2 separate regions of the Rattus norvegicus genome follow, and region 2 is linked to region 1. A link is a contact called in public Hi-C data. All regions are on one chromosome and are shown on one strand. The core of a region is the stretch at or near the end of the contact, and the rest is flanking DNA. Distances in the headings are between cores, read along the strand shown.

Region 1 (4,999 bases), core at 1,417-3,916:
ATGCTAGTAGATTATCCCCTTTTCCAGAGCATTCGGTTCCAGATAGGAAATGTGAAAAGGAAGCCTGAGGAGTAAATGTTACCCCTTCCTCCACATCTGCACAGCTGCCAAAGGCTGAAGGGGAGGAGCCATGCTACTGCAGCCGCAGACACTAGAAGGTCGATTCCTAGGCACTCACTCCAGTCAGCCAGCCTCGTCTGAAGTTGGGAACTGGAGGAAGTAATCAACGGAAACAGGTGGGAAGGGCGTGAGCAAGGCCGCAGCTATTGTGATTTCAGTGCTACCTGGGCCTCAAGTCCAGAGAGCCAGCGAGTGTTTCTTTCAGTATCTTAACTGGCTTCTTCCCCCAGCCTTTTAATCTAGCTTTGGGTATCTCAGCAGACACTCTTCTTTCTTCCTGTAACAAAGACGAAGTTTTTTACGGTCCCAAGGTCAGCCCGGGAGTAGGGCTCCAAAATGTACATCTAAAATGAAGAACAGGTTGCCCCTGGGAAGGGAAAGGTCATGCCCAAGATGGAGGCAGCCAGAGATAGCTGGCATAGGATTAGACAGGGCAGAGCAGGCTTCGTGGTTGTGAGCAGGGATGGGCCCTGGGTGACTCTCCCCAGACTAGCTAGCTGTTCACATCTTTCCCAGCTTTTCCTTTCCTCGTCTAGTTCCTCTCTCCCCAGTCGTTTTTAGTTTTTCTATCTCAGCTACCCTTTTGGGGTGTGTGTGTCTTTTTTTTGTAATTTTGTCTCCCACCCCCCTCCCACCTTGGAGGACCCAGCCCAGGGCCTTGGGCTTGACAGGCAGGCACTCTACCATTGAGCTAAATTCCCAACCCCCTTTTATTATTCTTTTAATGGGCATTCAGACCTTCCAGTTCTTCTATTCATTCACCCCATTTGGGGGTAGCCATGGATACATTTGAACTTCCTATACCCAGTGTCCCCACCTAAATACCCAGAGCTACCATAGGGAAGGGATGAGCCTCAGAATGGAAAAAGAGAAAGGTTGGTTGGGAGGAACTGAATGTGCATGCTGGGTGGCTACGGATCAGCTCAGCTCACGGAGATGGCCATCGTGACATTGTACATGAAGATATGTGTGTGAGGAACAGTGTGGCTCTGTGCCCTTCTGTATGACAGTGTATGTACACCTGCCGAGCACAGGTGTCACACAAGTAGCAGGCAGCCAGGGATGCTGGCAGCTTAAGGCGTGCTGGCAGTTTCCCCTCTAGAGTGTTTAACCACAAAGGGAAGGGCAATTAACACTAATCGCTCCTACAGCCCGGGGGCCAGACACATAACCTAGAGAAGCAATGTCCAGCCCGGGGGCCAGACACATAACCTAGAGAAGCAATGTCCAGCCCGGGGGCCAGACACATAACCTAGAGAAGCAAGACTCCGATCTTCACAGGTTTCTCCTACCTCCCTGCCTTCACCCTCCCTAACTTGTGATTCTCTTTAGCCTCCTCTCCAGCACTCTTCCTGTTCCCCTGGCCACCTCTTTCCTTTTCTCTGTGGTTCTCTCTTCTCTCACATTCCTCTCATTCTCATCTCCCTCTGACTCGGGTTCCATCCTCAGCTGACTCATTCTTTTCACCCTCTCCCTGGCTTCTACTCCTCCTCCATCCTTTGGCCCTATTGATGTCCAGAATCTAGCCACTCCCAGGTACCGTACACTCTAAACTTTCAGTCAGCAACAAAGGTTACAAGAAGCCCCTCACCCAGGTGAGAGCACGGGCTCACCAGTCCTTGAGGTATTGCCACTAAAACTACAAAATCTAGGTGTGTTTGTGGACAGTGGCCCTTTCCACCCACTACTGAACATCCATTCCTGTTAAGACTGATGTCTTAGAGGTGGTGCTGGTCAAGGAGACTCCACATGGGAGGTAACAAACGGGCTGTGGTGGGTGGGTGGATGCATAGTGCAGGGATGTTGTGATTTGGTTTGTATGAGAGGATGTGTGTAAGTCACATGGGTGTGTGTCACTGTGTGGTTGGCTGTCTTTTTTTTCTTAAAGGTGTGTTTGTGCCCCTGTCGGTTTTGACACGGATTATTTTAAAAATTAACTAGGGTCTTTATATTGGCTACATCATGCCTACATCATGCCCCCCAGCTCCTTTCCTACAGGCAAGCTTCCACCAATCCCACTTTCCTCCGACGCAGTAAGCTGGGCGTGAGAGTACCCGAACCAGTTGCCCGCCAGTTGCCAGCTGCCGGAGGAACTGAGGCAGGGCTGAGTTGAGCCTGGACGCCTGCAGAGGCGAGTCCGAAGCTAAAGCGAGGAGGGAGGGGCGGGAGCTGGCCTGGCTTGGCCGGCTGGGCGGGAAGCAGGCTACATCCTAATCCTCAGGCCCCATCGGACTCCCAAACTGCTGTTCAGCACGGAATGGGCGGATGAAGCCACGCTGCCTGTAGCACACCCGTCTCTGGAATCATCGACAGAGACGGACCCCACAGGGCCTGACACCGTGGACCTGTCTGAATTCTCAAGCTCCCCTATTTGTCCCCTGCGTCCGGGATCGTGACCCTCCAAACCCAGACCCCCAAACTACCTCCTCCCCACGACACGTCTCCCCTCTCCCCCTCTCACCGCCTCCGGAGCTGAGAGCTCAGGGTGCGGGCACTCCCGGATCCCCGGTTCCTAAGCAGCGTCTGGAGCCTGCTCCTTGGCTCCGGCCACCGCTGCCGCCGATCCTGCCGCCGCCGCCTCTTCCGCCCGTGGAGCAGAGCCTGAGCCCAGCACCGCCTCACCCCACCCGACTGGCCGGTGATGTCAGAGCCGGGGAGGGGCGGGGGGCGGGGAGCGGTGAGGAAAGGGGGAGGGGAGGCAGGAGGGGACAGGGACTGGGGACTGGGGTTCTGGAAGGCTCCTAGGATGGGGACAGGACTGGGATGGTATGGACTCTGCCTCTTCCCCTTCAACTGTGGGAAGATTTTTTTTTTCCTAGTGGGTCACTTTCCTGCCCTCTGACCTCTGGATGACCACGATGGCCAGGACCCCCAGAAGGCAAATCAATTTGGATTGGGGGATTTGGAAGGCCTGTGGCCTCTGGGGTTCTCTTAGCTACTTTGCTTTAGTATTTAGAAAAACCTCCTTCCTAGCCTTATAGATCAGAGAGAGAATCAGTAGGAAACGATCAAGTTTATCCACGCTCCGATAGAAATGGGACAGGGGCAGGCACAGGCAGCAACAGGGGAATCGCTTTTACTTGGCCCGGAGCCATGATCTCTTCTATATAACAGCAGCTGGACCCCTGTGCTCCTCCTGCCTTTCCCAAATATACCCCCCCCCCCCGCACACACACACCGACACCCCCACACCCCCACACACTATGATGTAATTTTATTTTCTGGGGAAAAAAGCCATGAGCTCAGCATGCAAATATAGACAACAAAGCCACACTTAGCTGTCTCCTAGCTCTGTCCTTCTGCCTAGGCCAGTGTGATAATTCTCACTTCCCCTACACCTCAGGGACTTTCCTCCCCCAGATTCTCAGCCAGGCTGAAAGAGGGAAGGGAGACCTGGAGAAGCATAAGGGGTTTCAGCTCAGCTCTGGAAGTGTCTGACCCTGAGAGGGTCTTCAGTGTTTGCACCACCAGGAGCACCCCATCTTGCCTTCAGTTCCAGCTGACCAGAGACCCCTCTTCTCATTCTCAGATGAGCCCTTTCTCTCTCGGAGCCACACTTCTGGGAGAAGCAGGTCCTGGTCCTGCACCTTAGGTTTCCTGTACAGCACTTCTCTTTGCTAATCTCCCCCGGCGTGGCTGCCCATTGCCCCTTTGAAAATAACGAACATAACCCTCAGAATTTGCTTTTGCTTCTTATTCGCTCTGTGCTGTAATCTATCTGGCTGACCCATCTTTGAGACCCAGAGTGATGGCACACTTGTGCACAGACATGTACTGTATAAATGAAATCAGGCAGAGCAAGACACAGAGAATGTGGACTTTATACTTACTCTGTTTCCTTAGACAGTTTAAGTCCATAAAGTTAAGGCTACCAATGCTGTCTTCATAGGGTTCTTCTGAGAATCAGGAATAAAAAGCTTTTAGGGATTGGTACCAGATGGGTGCAAAAAAGAAAGTCAAAGTCACTTAAGTTTAGTATTTTTTGCTGATCTATATGAAGCAAACCCCATAATATTTTTATGATGTAACCTAATACCCAATTACCTATTAGTTATCCAGTACATGTGAATAGGCTGATTAAACATTTGGTTTCTGCCTTATAGACTTCTGCAATTGTCTCTAGCAGTACTCCCTAGATTTGACTGTGGAGAGTGAAAACGTCTCTAATCTCGGGGCTCATTCTTCTATACGTAGATATCAAATAACTTTACACTGCCTTACCAAAAGCTCATATCATGTATAACACGGTGGTATACATACGCCTGTCATCTTAAGACTTAGAACGTTGAGGCAGGAAAATTCTCATCTTGGGCTACATAGCGATAGCCTCTCTAGAAACAGCATCAAACTGTGTCTGCTTCCTTAGACGCTTGTTTGGGATTTGGTCCTTTCATGCTTCCAACTTGAATGTGTTTACTCACACCTGAGCCTGTCCTGGGGATCGCACACGTCCTTTTCAGACAAGTCCGACAGGTCCACGTCTAGGAGATGCTCTTGGTTCAAACAGCAATACCACCCCGTTACCACGGTCACCACACAGGGCCAGAGTCTCCCGAACTTACTCTGATTAAACAGTTTCTGACAAGGATCAGGGCTCCTTGCCCCTGCCTCTTGACATCACCTGCCCTCCTTAAGTCCACCGTGGCTTTTGCTGCCAAATGAAACTTTGCCTTTCCCGGTTCATAGGATTTAGTTCAGACATCTCTACAAAACAACCCCACTATGCTTACCCAACCTCATGGCCACAACTTGAATTTCTCTTTACTTTTCAGATCTCTGTTATGACAAACACGCCCTGCCGATGCTTTGAGGCTTTTGTTTGCTCGCTCCTTTGACTAGAATGTCCTAATTCCTTTGCCTCCAGTCAAAACCAGGAGAA
Region 2 (4,596 bases), core at 985-3,484, 36 kb after region 1:
ACGTGGGCTTCTGAGTTATCTTCCAGAAGGTGAATAGACATCTAGGGAGAGGAGATGTAGTGATAGAACCAGACTGGAGGGGGGGCAGGGCAAGAGACCAGTAACCGGCTTCATACACACCTTCCACCCTCCACCAGGCTGGACTCTAGACTGGGTCCAGCTCCTCGTCTGCCCAGAAGTTCTCTGAGGGCACAGCAGCTACTCTTTCTCCCTGACTCTTGCTGACGGGACGGCTCACATGAACTCGAGGACCACTGTTCTAGAGCCAGTATCCATGTTTTATCTGCTTTGAGATCTCAGCTAAGTCCTGCAAGACCTCAGCTCCCATACACTATTCTATAGAAAGTAAAAATACCGTGTCTTGGCTATTTTATTTTTTTTAACGATTTATTGACTTTTAATATGTGCATTGGTGTTTTGCCTACAAGTGTCTGTGTGAGGGCATCAGATCACTCGGATTGCAGACACTCGTGAGCTGTCATTCGAGTGCTGGGAATTGAACCCAGGTCCTCTGGGAAAGCAGCCAGTGTTCTTAACACTGAATCATCTCTCCAGCCCCCTTTATTGTTTTTGTTTGTTGTTTGTTTGTTTTTCTAATGAGAGCTGCCAAGCAAAATCAAAACCCAGGGTTTGACACTGAAGCACGGAAGTCCCGTAGCCATTCTCCTACAGGCAGGAGATGCCACCGAGAGACACTGTCTACGGGCTGGATGTCTGATGACGGAAGGCAAGGTGTGTATGTATGTTCATGAAAAGAATCTGGAGCAAGCAGAGGGAGAAATCAGGCAGCTTGGGTTTGCCGTTTCCTTGGATCTCTGTCTATGAGAAGGCACCCCGTAGAGTTCCTCTTTTTGACTTATAGGAACTGCCTGCTATGGCCCCAGTTGGAGACAGAATCAGCAAACTGAAAGGAACTGAACACAGAGGAGACCAGACTGCATTTCCTGAATGTTGAGTGGGGTGAGCCACTGACGCGTAAAATGTGGTTACAGCGGACTTGTTAAAGAATGATCAGTTATGTCGAACATATGCTCAAGTCGTTAAAGGGAGAAAACGTGGTTTAAGGAGGAAGCTGTAAGATTAACAAAGCTCACTATTTTCAGTGATCAGTGAATATTGGCTGAATGATTTAAAACGGCTCAAGTGAGCACGAGAGCTCCTTACTCTACTAACTTGGTCACAGGGAATAAAAATATTGATACAAGACTACAGACAGAGCTTACAAGATGGTTCAGCAAATAAAGGTGCTTGCAGCCAAATCTGATGACCTGAATTTGCTCTCTGGACTGACAGTGGAAGGAGTGGGCCAGTCTCACAGACTGTCCTCTGGCTGCTGCAGGGAATCCATGACATGCCCTCCCCCCAAAAAAGGGTTTTGGCTGGGCCTGGTGGCACACTATTTTAATTCTAGCACTTAGGAGGCAGGGATAAGTGTATCTCTGTGAGTTCAAGGCCAGCCTGATTTGCATGATGAGATCCAGGCTATGTAGAGAGGCACTGTCTCGAAAATTAAAAAAGAAAAGAAAGAAAGGAAAAAGAAATAGGTGGGGGTTTTGTTGTTGTTTTGGGTTTTTTGTTTGTTTGTTTGTTTGTTTGGCTAGGTTTCACTATGAAGCCCTGGCTGGTCTGGAACTTATTCTGTAGACCAGGCTGGCCTCAAACTTACAGAGAGCCTCATGGCTCTGTCTCCTGTGTTTTGGGATTAAAGGCATATACCTCCACACTTATCCAAACAAATTTTTGTTGTTACTGTTGTTAAGATTACAGAAAGAACAAGGTGGTAGTCGTGCCCGCCTTTAATCCCAGGAAGCAAAGGCAGGTGGTTTCTGAGGTGGTTTGAGGCTAGCCCGGTTTACAGAGACATACAGGGATACACAGTGAGACCCTTGTCTACCACCACCACCCCCTCCAAAGATTTTATAAAGATATAAAGAAGATGGAGGGAGGGAGGGAGGGAGGGAGGGAGGGAGGGAGGGAGAGAGAGAGAGAGAGAGAGAGAGAGAGAGAGAGAGAGAGAGAGATCAGAAATACTCAGACTACAATCTATTTCAGAGATGGTAAGAGACTAACAGGCTAAGTAAGACACATTCCTTTCAAAGACTGGAGTCTCTGCCCTTGGAGCAAGCTAATTATAGTAGTTCACTCAAAGCCTGTCAGAGCTGGGGCCGGCTGGAGCTGAGGCTAGTGGGGCTGGCTTGTCCCACACAGTGAGCCACAGAGACGAGGCCTGCTGCTTGAATGCTATTCAGTAGCTCAGAAGCACTCATATGGTAATTTGGGGGAACATGGTTACTTGTTAGACATTCCAACAATGTCATGAATATGTTTGACTTTTATTTTTAACCACATGGAGGGAAAGGTGCCTAATTCATCTAAAGGCCTCTGCCAAGCCATGGAATTCCTGTCTGGTTAGTGAGGCCACCAAGTGTCAGAAAAAAGTAGGAACAAAGTTTGTAGCTTATCTGCAGATCTGGGAGCTCTATTTTATCACAGTGACTAAGGCAAGTTTAGACCGGAAGTGTGGATCTACTTATCCCTAGTGTTCCATCAGAGTACAAATAACTGGGTTTTTCAAATCCATACAGGCTGTCATTTTGTTTATGCCTGAAGACAGAAAGGCAAAACTGACTTAGGAGTCTTATTTCGTAACCCTGTTTCACACACTCAAAATGTCTGGTCTTCATGGAAATACAAGTACTTGGAGGAGCCGTTGTCTGAGCAAACTGGCCTAGTCGGCCTCCAGCCACAGCCACAGCAAGGCTGTTCTCTACTTTCTACTGAAATCCTCATCCCCCCTTCCCCCATGGACTTTCCTTCCTTGCTTGCTTTTTCTTTTCTTCTTCTTCTTCTTCTTCTTCTTCTTCTTCTTCTTCTTCTTCTTCTTCTTCTTCTTCTTCTTCTTCTTCTTCTTCTTCTTCTCCTCCTCCTCCTCCTCCTCCTCCTCCTCCTCCTCCTCCTCCTCCTCCTCTTCCTCCTTTCTCCTCCCCTTCCTCTTCCTCCCCTTCCTCTTTCCTCTCTTCCTCCTCCTTCCTCTTTTTTCCTCCTCTTCCTCCACCTTCTTCCTTTTTCCTCCTTTTCCTTCTCTTCATCCTCCTCCTCCTCCCCTTTTTTCCTCCACTTCCTCCCCTCTCCTCCTCCTCCTTCTTTTAAAGACAAGATCTCTCACACTACAGGTCAAATTTACCTGAAATTCAGATTAATCCTCCTGCCTCAGCCCTCTCCCAGCTGCCGAGGTTATAGGCATGGCCACCACACATAGCTTCTCTGGATTTCATTGTTTGTATCCCTGGCCATCACTCACCCTCTCCTACCTGCTCCTCCCTAGATAATGAAGCAATGCTTTTGAAAAAATGAAACACAGAAAGCCTGGAAATGAGTTCTAGGACAGCCGGGGCTGCACAGAGAAACCCCGTCTCCAAATAAACAGACGACAACAACAAAAAATAAAAAAGAGGAAAACATGGCACGTGTGCTGTCAACCCCTAACTGTCTCATGATGGCTGCACTAGGGAGGGAAAAGGCTTAATTGATGGCGAAGGAAACAGAGTGCCTTACAGTCACAGCCTAGTGTCTACAGTGGCGAATTTCACAGCAGACACTGGTTTAGACTAACAGCGTCAGCTGCCTCTATCTGTCTTAGCATTTTATGATGTGTTCTCTTTGCAAGCAACATGTGTCAGCATTCTGCTTGGACCCTCTCCCTTTATCACCTAATTCTCCTCTCCTCAGCTTTGTCACTTTCCTTGAGCTGAGCCTTCCTCCTACTTGGGATGCCGGCTCTCCTGAACGAGTGACCTGCTCCAAAGTACAGCTGGAGGCAAAGGCATAGCGCCCCCAACTGGCGAGTCCATTCCCTACACCGTCCTCCTACCCAGCTTTGTCAGTTCTGTACCTGGTACTTGTTGGTAGAATTAAAAGGAATCTCTGCCACCTTGGGGTTTTTCTGTCTCATTTCACTCACAGGGCTGTAAGACTGCTCAATGAATTTGAGGAGGGCTGACTCAGAAGCATCCCCTGTTGTTGTCCGCTGCAAGGAAAAGATCGTACAGTAAGTCTCAGGGGTATACCATCTAGGCATGGGATTTATCTGTGGTCTCAAGCAGAGAGGCAGAACGGGGAGGGAAGGGCGTGTGTAGAAAACCACTGGGAAGCAGACTTTTCTGAAAGGGACAGGTGATACTAGTCACTGAGATGACCGCCCTCTTTCCACTTCGACTTGATACCTTAGTTATGGGAAGAGACTCCTGATGAGGCTTAAAGTCGGCCCGGTTGCAGAGGCCAGCAATTCGAGCCAGGTAAAACCAGGTGTCAGAGGACTTGGGAAATGTTTTCCCTAGGGAAGAAGAAGGGGGAGAGCTGTAAACACACAGAGTTTAAAACAAGGGATTAGACCTTGACAGGGAGGTCAGTCAGGGGATTAGGAGGGTCAAGATCTTTCTCAGCGACATAAGAAGTTGAAGATCCAATAAACTAAGCAGGGGTTATTCAGTTTCTCCTTCGCACCCAAACACTGCACAGAGATAGCGTCTCTTCCCTTTCTTTTTTCTCTTCCCTTTTTGGTTTTCCGAGACTAGGCGTGTGTCACCACCGCCCGGC

Evidence for each region. A called contact is a pair of places that touch in the nucleus more often than the background predicts.
Region 2: a Hi-C map of the A7r5 cell line shows a contact between it and region 1, with 3 times the contacts expected there. The contact joins the enhancer-like site here to the promoter of Pea15 in region 1. A contact is called at or near these places in 5 of 12 Hi-C or Micro-C datasets (the A7r5 cell line, Schwann cells, hepatocytes and 2 more) and 1 of 1 datasets of contacts at active chromatin or transcription factors (oligodendrocytes).

Annotation. Positions count from the first base shown.
Region 1 is chr13:87,197,145-87,202,143 of GRCr8, forward strand. It overlaps Pea15 (proliferation and apoptosis adaptor protein 15), which reads right to left and starts at 2,667. Exons shown (of 4, transcript NM_001013231.1): 1 at 2,582-2,667. It also overlaps a transcript of Dcaf8 not described here.
Region 2 is chr13:87,233,932-87,238,527 of GRCr8, forward strand. It overlaps Atp1a4 (ATPase Na+/K+ transporting subunit alpha 4), which reads right to left. Exons shown (of 23, transcript NM_022848.3): 10 at 4,224-4,333; 11 at 3,893-4,027; 12 at 1-41. Among named protein-coding and RNA genes, the nearest start is that of Atp1a4, 16 kb to the right of the region's middle. Within about 2 kb of position 2,235, at least 36 of the 93 cell types and tissues checked have an H3K27ac peak or open chromatin away from gene starts, as enhancers often do. A contact at or near this core is called in the A7r5 cell line, Schwann cells and kidney, where this site is marked.